Linked DNA regions of Anser cygnoides: region 2 is linked to region 1. The links are chromatin contacts, called in public Hi-C maps. All regions are on one chromosome and are shown on one strand. The core of a region is the stretch at or near the end of the contact, and the rest is flanking DNA. Distances in the headings are between cores, read along the strand shown. Region 1 overlaps ZBTB16 (zinc finger and BTB domain containing 16). Region 2 holds the start of ZBTB16 (zinc finger and BTB domain containing 16).

The links. A called contact is a pair of places that touch in the nucleus more often than the background predicts.
Region 2: a contact with region 1 is called in a Hi-C map of liver, with 2.4 times the contacts expected there. The contact joins the promoter of ZBTB16 here to the enhancer-like site in region 1. A contact is called at or near these places in 4 of 7 Hi-C or Micro-C datasets (granulosa cells and liver).

Annotation. Positions count from the first base shown.
Region 1 is chr21:2,306,244-2,311,238 of Taihu_goose_T2T_genome, forward strand. It overlaps ZBTB16 (zinc finger and BTB domain containing 16), which reads right to left. Exons shown (of 7, transcript XM_066981283.1): 4 at 475-561. Among named protein-coding and RNA genes, the nearest start is that of HTR3A, 49 kb to the left of the region's middle. Within about 2 kb of position 3,663, at least 2 of the 3 cell types and tissues checked have open chromatin away from gene starts, as enhancers often do. A contact at or near this core is called in liver, where this site is marked.
Region 2 is chr21:2,362,239-2,366,727 of Taihu_goose_T2T_genome, forward strand. ZBTB16 (zinc finger and BTB domain containing 16) reads right to left here and starts at 2,013. Exons shown (of 7, transcript XM_066981283.1): 1 at 1,872-2,013; 2 at 1-1,217. The coding sequence starts at 1,147.

The DNA.
Region 1 (4,995 bases), core at 2,413-4,912:
TTGAGTGCTCTCTTTTAGCAAGAATCGCTGTTTAGGGACAGAATAGGACAAGACCAAATGGAGACGGTCAACCTCGGCTTGCTCCCTTCTCTGCCATCGGCTCCAAGAAAAGCTCTTTTCATTTAATTTTATGTTTTGACTCTGCGGTCAGAGCTGTGAGTTTGGACACAGACAGGAGATGCTTTGCTGAAGTCATTTTGCACGGAATTGAGAGGAAAGGACACGTAAGTGGCAGCTCAAGCAAGGAACACTGTGGTGCTCTTGCTTTGCTGCTTTCCCAGGGAGCGGGGTGGTGGGACCCGGGATCGGTTCCTCCCTCAGACATAAGAGCTACCTGGGGGAGAAGTAACGGGGCCTGGAAAAGGACTCCAGGAAAGCCTCTATACCCTGGGAGGGAGGCAGCACACACACCGCTTCCTTCCGCACTGTTTGTTTGGAGAAGGAGTTAAGCAAAAAAAAGAAAAGTCAACATACCAGTATGTGTCTGCCTGTGTGTCTCCAGGGCATCTTCTTTTGAGAACTGTGCACCGCACTGATCACAGACAAACGCTTTGGCACCCGCTAGAAAGACAAAGGAGAAAACGAGCATTATTCAGATGGCACGCACAGCGGAGGGTTGCAGATCAACCAGCAGAAACTGAGGCTGGGAGAATCACCATGGCAAAAGGCATTGCAGAGCCCTGCAGACTCTGCCAGCGTCCTCCCCGCCACCACAGCTCCCCACCACTGGGCTCTGGGCAGGCACAGCCGAGCACCCCCAGCACTGAAGCCATTCACGGGGACAGGGCTGGCGTAAGGCATGCTGGCTGGAGTAGGTCGGCAGCAAATATCCAAAATCAAAACTCCTTCTCACCAGCATCCAATAAGAGGATTTATCCATTCCTGTAGAGAAAATACAATTCTCACAGAACCAATACAAGCAAGCAGCATGAAAGTGATATGAAGAGCACTCCTCTAGGAACGCATGTATTTTTAAAGCCATTCACTTCATAAAACACAGAATCTGTTCAATAGAGGGACTTAATATTTTATAGCCCACACATGGCAGCAAAAAGTAGCTGCCCTTCTCAGTCCCATTGTTCTGCTAGTTCCAAATAACAGCATAACACACAAATATACTATTGACGTTGTGCTGCTCTTTCATTTTAAGCAGTTGCTTGCCAAGAAGAAATTAAATATTTGTTTTCAAAAAATCATTAAACATCAATGACTTTCATTAGAGTTGTAACTGATCTAATTTTAAACGGTTTCCTGCCCCTTCCTATTGTAGCAGTTGTTACCAGTATCAGAGGATGAGAGGAAAGAGAAGGCAGAACCATCTGATAAGAAACGTGGCAGAAACAACACAATTTAGTGAGAAGCACAGATACCTCTTTGACTGAGAGAGAGATGTGGTATTCAGGGGAATTCTTAGAAAATCACTATCAACATGTGCCGCGTGTGGCGGGTCAGAGGCGCTAGTTAGAACAAGGAAAAAAAACAGGATGTCTAACAGCAGATAAGTAACTTCCAGATAAAACTAGATTAACAATGCGTACTATCTCCAGCGCATATGCTGCCAGGACAAAGCTGTGAGCGCATTTGTTAGATTTTGAAGTTCGATTCAGCTGTTGCGAGAATCTACGCGTGGACCAGAGCACGAGGAGCAGCCTTCGAGGTGGCAGGAAGGGGAAGAAGCGGAGAGCTGCGCCCCGGGTCCTCGCTGAGCCCCGCGGCCATGCCCGGAGCTCCGGCCCCATGGCCCCTCCACATCGCGGCCCAGAACCGAGCCCCTGGCTCCTCCCTGCGTGCGGATGTGCAGTGGTGAAACAAAAGGAGACACGGAGAGAGACGGAGGTATCACGAGATCCATTAACAAGAGAATTCCTTCGTCTTTAAATTGTCTTAGTAACGGCTGGCTCACAGGCAGAAATATTTGGCAGCAGTGAAATTAAAAGTGATAAATTTTCTCGCCAAGCTTTGATCGATAATAGAGGTCTCATCTGTTAATCAATAAGACAGTCTGCCTGTTTACTGTGCATATGTTGTTCTCTGCTGCCTTCGCTATGATGTCAAGTTTGCATTCAAAACAACTCAAGTGTGCATAAACCACATGGCTGTTCGCAAAAAAATAAATAAGAAGGTGCATTTTGGTGACAGCATGGGGTGACCGCGGCCCCGCTCCCACGTGCTGGGGGTTGTGTGGTGACCGGGCACCCGCACCCCACTGCGGGGACCCCGATGCCAGCTGCCCCCTCCCTTCGCCAAAGGACGGCTGTAATAATGAGCAGGGTTCTATTACCGGCATAATTGGAGAGGTCACTGCTGCTTGGGAGCCATCACCGGCCGTCATGCCAGAGCCAGCTCAGGATGTTTTGTTCCTGGATCAGTGACCCATAAGGCCAGCGGGACCCTGCAACGCTTTTGTTTTTTAATTTCATTTTTCCTCAGAAGTGTGTGCTGTGTGCAACACCCAGGGCCGCACACCTGGGAGGGCGCAGAGCTGGAGGGAAGCACGGGACCAGTGCTCCCATGTCCTCCCCACCCAAACCGTGCATGGGGATGAGGACGCAGCACCCCTGAGATGCAGCAGCCCGGTCGCTGCCCGAGTGTCCAGCCCTGAAATCCCCACTGGTAAACGATGGGGACTCAGAAGCACACAAAGTTTCAAAACCTCCTTGCTGAGCCCGTGACCGCAGCCCCGTGACCGCCCGGCCCACCTGCAGATGCCCACAGCCTGGCCGATGGGGCGGCCGAGCACCCCACAAGGCTACGTGCACACAGCAGGAAGGGGAGGCTGGGCAGTGCCCGCCCCAGCAGCAGTCGTACTGCCAGGACCACGGCCGGGGGGGCTCCGTGTGCGGGGCAGCCTGCCCGGACACCCACGGGACCCCGATCAATAGGGCTGCGGCCGCCCGCCCCTCCCCGGCAGCCTCCCGGCGCAGATGATGTACAGCAGGCAGTTGCCAAGGCAATGACTCTCCATCGCCACTTTAAGCTCTCCGAGACCCACTGCTGTGAAGCATAATCCATAAGGTTACATCAACCTGATGCAGCAACAAGTTTTCCCCGTGTAGAGCAGCTGAACCAGCCGCAGGTGCACCGGCACCGATCCTGCTGCGACGCGCCCCGCAGGGCACCAGGGCTGGGGCTGTGCCGAGCGGGGTTTTGGCTCGGCCGTACCCTCCCCACATGGGGCCGGGACGTCGTGGGCACTGCTCCTGCTGCAGCAGAGCCACGGTGGGGACAGCCTAGAGCAGGGGCTGGTCCCCGGCTCCAACGTGATGCTGCTGGATCGGGGACACCGGCCCCAAGCAGAGGCAACGCTGGGCAGGGGGGGTCCTGGGCTGGGTGCTCGTGCAGGTGGGGGCGAGCTGGGGAGGTGCCCGGAGCGCAGAAACAGCCCTGAGAGATGCGAAGCAACGAATCACGAGGTGCTTGCCAGCAGCTGACCAGGGGGTGGGGAGGGCAGGGGGACAGAAAAATTCCTTGAGATTTTAAAATAAACAGGGTGAATGTTCTGATGAGATATGCATGCTTGGTTACATAAGGAAGTACAGAGTGTACCAAAACAGCATACCCAAAAAAAGCATAAGCTGTCAGAACAATAAGTACAGACATGGGGCATTTTACAACAGGCTATGCTGTACAGTTTTATTTACAGTACCTCTTATCAGTCAGGGAACAGCACGCTGCCTGCCAATTTCCAAAGGCCAGGACTGTGTGTTCTTTCACTCAAGTAGATGTGTACTCCAGGCAGGGAATTTTTTTTAATCAACAAAACAAAAACTGATCCTGAGCCAGAATTCCTGTAATGTACACACGCTCAGAGGAGAGGAGGAGGAGAGAGTACGGCGATTGAATATGTAAATAGTTCAAGGTTAATTTTACTATGTGAGTCACCAGGAAAAATGTCATCCAACATCTGAGCTTATTATAACAGTGCTTAGAAAAAACAGTTAGATGTTTGTTAGAGGGAGCATGACATATTTGAAAGCAGTACATCAAGAGGCTGTGTCAGGGCTTTTTTTTGTTGTTGTTGTTGGCTTTTTTCTCCCTCTCCTCTCCCCCTCCCCCCCCTTTTTTTAATAACACCCATAGAAACTATTAGTCTATTAAAATGTAAACAGAAGTTTTGGGAGAGTATTTTTAGCTAGTGGCTTGTATTGCCTACAGTACATAGATATCTTCAGATGATCTTCCCAACGGGATGGGACTTAACGTGCTGCCAAGTATCAGCTGTGTTTCGGAGCATGCCTTGTAATTGGCACACAAGTCTCCGCCGTACATTTATATCTGTACGAGCAAATTTATAGCTCCTGCCTAATAAAGGTCTTTGCAGCAAAAGGCTAGCGTAAACACGCAAGGAGCAGCTCACTCACCACCGCATGGCTCGGCACGGAGCAGGGAAGTGGCCAACAGGCGCTTTTTGAGCTTTTTCGGCCCTTCTTTTCCTCACTGGACAGGTTTTTCCTCCCTGTGGGGCTAAGCCTGCTCGTGCCGTGACATGGGGATGAATGATGCTTACTTTAATGACACAGCATGAATGATGTGCTCAGCTTCTCGGAAATTAGATCCCTGAAACGGCAACCTCGAGAGCTCCTTGCAAGCCCCCTCTCCCCACCAGGGTGGATGTGGTGCCCAGGGCTTGCAAGCCCAGGTTGGGGCTGTTCCCCCAGCTCGGGGCTTTGCCCCACATCCATCACCCACCAGCCAGCCACAGATGCCATGTATGCCGCGCTGCTGTTCGACCCCTTTTTCTGCAGCATTCTCCCAAAAAGCCTCAGGCTGCACGTCTACCCTAGCACCAGAACCAGGCGGCATGCCCCGGCCGTGCTGAGCCCGTGGGCACCCTACCTGCTGTGCCAAGGGCACACAGAAACCGCCGACCCCAGCCCTCGCTATTTTTAATCCATTTAAAAGAAAGAATAGCTTCTTTCAGACTCCCCTGGGCATTTACCCTGCGAAACGTGGAGACAATTGATCAACTGCCAGCTGTCTGGCTCAACTTTTCCT
Region 2 (4,489 bases), core at 763-3,262, 54 kb after region 1:
CCCCAAGCTTACTGAACAGCTCCCTCTGAATAAAGCCTTGGGGCAGGAGCCCTCCGTAAGCGCTGAAGTCCATGGACACGGCAAGGGCTGGCTGCATGTGAAGGGCTGATGGCATGGAGGGTGGCATGCCAAGCATAGAGTCAGTTTTGTGGTTTGGTAGCACAGAGTAGACACCCAGGGGTTTCTCGCTCGCAGCTGTGGACTGCTCCGGCCCCAGCGGCAGCCCCTGGCCGGCCTCAGGAGGCTGCTCTGTGCTCTCGTCGCGGACATAGTGCAGTTCACGGGCACTCGTGATAACGCTGCTGCGGGTCGGGGTGCCAGGGCCCTCCTTGCTCTTGTCATCGGACTTCTCCCCACTGGAAGCACTGGACTCTGCCGTCCGGGGGCTCTCATGGCTGGAGGCATCTTCCACCTGCATCACTTCAGTTTTGACTTCAGCAAGGCCAGGGTGGCGGCCGCTGGCGGCGTGCGAGTCCTCAGGGGCGTTCTGCTGCAAGGCGCCTTGCAGCAGTGACTGCCCGATGGTCATCAGGCTGTCCACCGCCGCCTTGGTGGGGCTCATGGCGGAGAGGCCGAAGGAAGTGGAGACGGACGGGCTTTGCTCCACCATGGTTCCTGGCATGCTCTGACCGGCCACGCTGGCATAGCCGCTCTCCTCGCTGGAATGCTTGGAGATGAACAGACCCTTGATGTACCTCGATTTCCTGTCCTCCTCTTCCTCGGCACCTCCGTCCGTCATGGTGACTTCGGCATCGTTTTCGTCGGATGCCTGGATGGTCTCCAAGATCTTCAGGCACTGCTCTTCTAGATACTCTATTTCTAGAATCTCAGCTGCATAGAGCAGGTCATCCAAGTCTTCAACCTTTGCCTGGAGGGTGGCAGTGTAAGCATACTCCAGTATCTGCTGGAAAGTCTTTGGTGAAAGGAAGTCCAGGGTGTAATGCTGACTGTTGCGGTGGAAGAGGATCTCAAACATTTTACTAGTGCAAGCCAACACTGTCCTGTGAGCGTGGAACTCCTGGCTGTCCACCATAATGACCACGTCGCACAGCGTCCCCGCCAGGCGCATCTGGTTGGCTTTGTGCAGCAGCCCCGTGGGGTGGCAGGGGTTCTGGAGCTGTATCATGCCCATCTTAGTCAAATCCATAGCGATCCCGAGGTCCGCTCATTAGGGTGCCTTGTTGTCGCTCAAATCTGGGACCAGCTTTGTGTGCCGACTATCTGCGAAAACAAAAGACAAAGGGGGGGGGAGAGGAGAAGGAAAAAAAAAAAAAAAAAAAAGAGGAGGGACGGGGGAGGAGAGAAGGAGAGGGAGGTTAGCCGGAGCTCGGCGGCGAGTCACGATGCACCGAAAAGTTTGTGCGCTCCGCTCGGGGCCGGCGGCACGGACGGGGCCGCCCCGGGATGGCGAGGAGCCGCGGCCCCGCCGCTGCTGCCCGGGGAGGAAGGCGGCAGCCTCGGGTGCGCATCGCCGGTGCGCGGAGCCGCCGGCAGCAGCCGCCGAGCCGCACAGCGCGGCACGGCTCGGCCCGGCTCGGCGCAGCGGGCGGCAGCAGCGGCCGCCCCGTCCCGCCCGGGGGCTTCGGTCCCGGCGCGGTGCCGCGGGTTTTTGATGCGCAGCTCCGCAGGGCATCAAATATTCATCAGGTGCACGGCGGCAGCCGCCGCGCAGCGCCGCGCCGCGAGTCCTCCGCGGCCGGCACGGGCACGGCACCGGCACCGACCCCCGGCACCGGAGCGCGGCGGGGAGCGGCGAGCGCCGGCGAGCGCGGGGCGGGGGTGCGGAGGGGGGAAGGAGGAGGAGGAGGAGGAGGAGAGGGAGGAAGAGGCCGGGGGAGCCCCGCGCCCGCCCGCCCGCTGCCCGCACTCACGGCGGCCGGCGGCTGCTCCGGCAGTTCGCACTGCCCGCTCTCATCGCCGCCGCCGCCGCTCGCCGCGCCGCGCAGCAAATCACCGCGGCGCCGGCCCACGGGCCGCCCCGCGCCCACGTCAGGCCGCCCCCACCCCCGACGCCGCCGCCCGCACCATCTTGACTGCTGGCGCCGCCGCCCCCCCGGCCCCGCCCCGGCCCGCCCCGACGGGGGCCCCGCGCATCCTCCGCGGCCCCGCGCGCCGCTCCGCGGGCGCCGCCGCCCGCTCCCTCGGGGCCACCGGCCCCGGCCCCGCCGCGGGGCCGCCCCGCCCGTGGGGGGGCACCTTGCAGCGAGGCAGCCCCGGCGCCCGGCGGCGACCCGGGGCTCGGGCGAGACCGGCGCGGGGCCGCGGCTGCTGGACAGCGCTTGGCTCCGCCGGCCCTGCCAACAACAAACATGGAGGAGCCGGCGGCCGCGGGGAGCCAATGAACCGGAGCCGGCGGCGGCGAGCAGCGCCGGCCCCCGGGGCTGCCCCGGCACGCCGGGGCGGGGGTGGGGGGAGCAGCACCGGCCGGCCGCCCCGCCGAGCCCAGCCCGGCCCCGGGCGCAGCGCCGCTCCCGGAGCGTCCCAGCTCGCAGCGCTGCGCCGCGGGCGGGGGCTGCCCGCCCCCCGACGGCCCCGCGGGGCCGCCTCCCCGGCCGGGACCCGCACCCACCCGCGCCCGGCCGCCGGGGAATCCCCGCCTCGGGGCAAACCGCTGGGAACAAAAGCACGCCCGAGGAAGCGGCCCCGCGCCCGCCGCGCCCGAAATCTCCTCCGTTAATAAACTGCGCGCTGTGCAAGCCCGGCCCCTCGGCAGCGAGCGCTAAAGGAGATTAATGCCCGGGCTGAATCGAAGAGGTGGGGACGGCAACAAAAAAGACGAGCCGGGGGCTCGGCGCCAGCTTTCGGCTGCGCGCACGCCGCGCCGGGGCTCGGGGCTCGGTCTGTCCCGGCAGACGCCCGCCCCGAGCGGCCGGTCCCCGTGCCCCAGGCGCGGCACCGCGAGCTGGGCAGCGATTTTCCGCGGCAGGGAAAGAAAAGGAACTGGGAGAGAAAGGGAACGGGGCCGAGAAACGGCAGCGGCCATGGAACAGCAGCGGGGCACAAGGCTCTGGCAGCGTGCGCGGCCGCGGAGCGCCCCGCACCGACGGCCCCCCCCGGCGGGGACCCCCCCGGCCCGCTCCCAAGCGGCAGGGGAGGGAGACCTTCGGCGGGCGGCACAGCGCAGGGAGCGCGGGGCCCGGTGTTGTCAGCTAAAATAACAAATAAGGACGGTATTAGCACAAAGATACCCTTGGGGTAAAGCAGCGCAAATGTAATCTAAGGAGAACGTTATAGGGAAGTGTGTTTATAATTATAATGGGATTTAATGTACTTTGGGACCAGATGATAGCAGTCATTTAACAAGAACAGCCTAATAACAGAGGCCTTAACAATGAAAGGAGATGGTGCTCAGGTTATTAGATACATATTAGGATGCAACATTTGCAGTACTAAAGGATAAGGCATCAGCTACCCCGACTTTTGGGGGGCTATAACTCTGCCCTTTTAATTGGCAGAAAGCTAAAATTTGGAGTGCGGGCAGCCAGCATGAGTGCAATATGCTTTTTTTTTTTCTTTTTTAATTGCTTGAGACTACCCGCATTCCCCCCCTCCACTTTTAAATCAAAATGACTGAAAGGGGGGGAAAATAGCAAGATGATGTGGTTTCAGGTGTTTGTTTACCCTCCTCTAACTTTTAAAAGGCTTGATTTCAGGACTGAAATTTTGCAGACAGTTAGGGGTATGTTTTTAGTGTAGCTTGCATGAAATTAAGCTGCATGAGTCCCATTAGCAATAATGGAAATCCCACGGCTAAATTCCCAGGCAGCATCCTGAAAATTAACCCCCCAGTCCTTCCAGTGAACTGGTGCATTGCACTTTTTGCTGCTCTTTTAATATATATAGTAAAAGTTACTGAGTTGTTTAAGAGGCTTGTTTCCTACAGCTCCTTTTATCAAAAGGTGCTGGACTGTCGACCCTCAGAATGGAAATCCTGCACTTCACCACCATGGAGGTGCACCGTAGGTAGCGGCACACCTCAGTCTCTCTCAGGCTTCACACTGTGCTGCAGCATTTGGTGGCTCCCAGAGACAGACCCGAGCCCCCTGTTGGACCATGGGCTCAAAGAACAGAAACGCAGATGCCCCCCCGCCTTGGAGGAGCCTGCAGTTCAAGCCACAGTGAATAACCCAACCAACTTCCCAGCTGTCATATGTATTCTTTTTTTGCCACCTGCATTGCAATAGCACGCATCTAGGCACTATACAAGCACTGCAAAAGAGATGAGCCTGTTTCCAAAAAGCTTGCATTTGCCAAACATGGGCCTGAAACCAGGAGCTAAACAGAAGCTTGGCCCCTGTGGGGACTGAGTTTACCATCCCCTCACAGCTTCATCCCCAATGCCTGGGAAAAGCTCTCTTTTAAGCCCATTGTGGTGTTACAGGCATTGTGCTGGTGTCTTTGGAGACCTTCATGGAAAGTGGAGGCTTTGAATTTGAAGGCTGTTTTGCTTTTAGAGATGAAAGGCGAAGCAGTACGCAAGAGCTAGTTA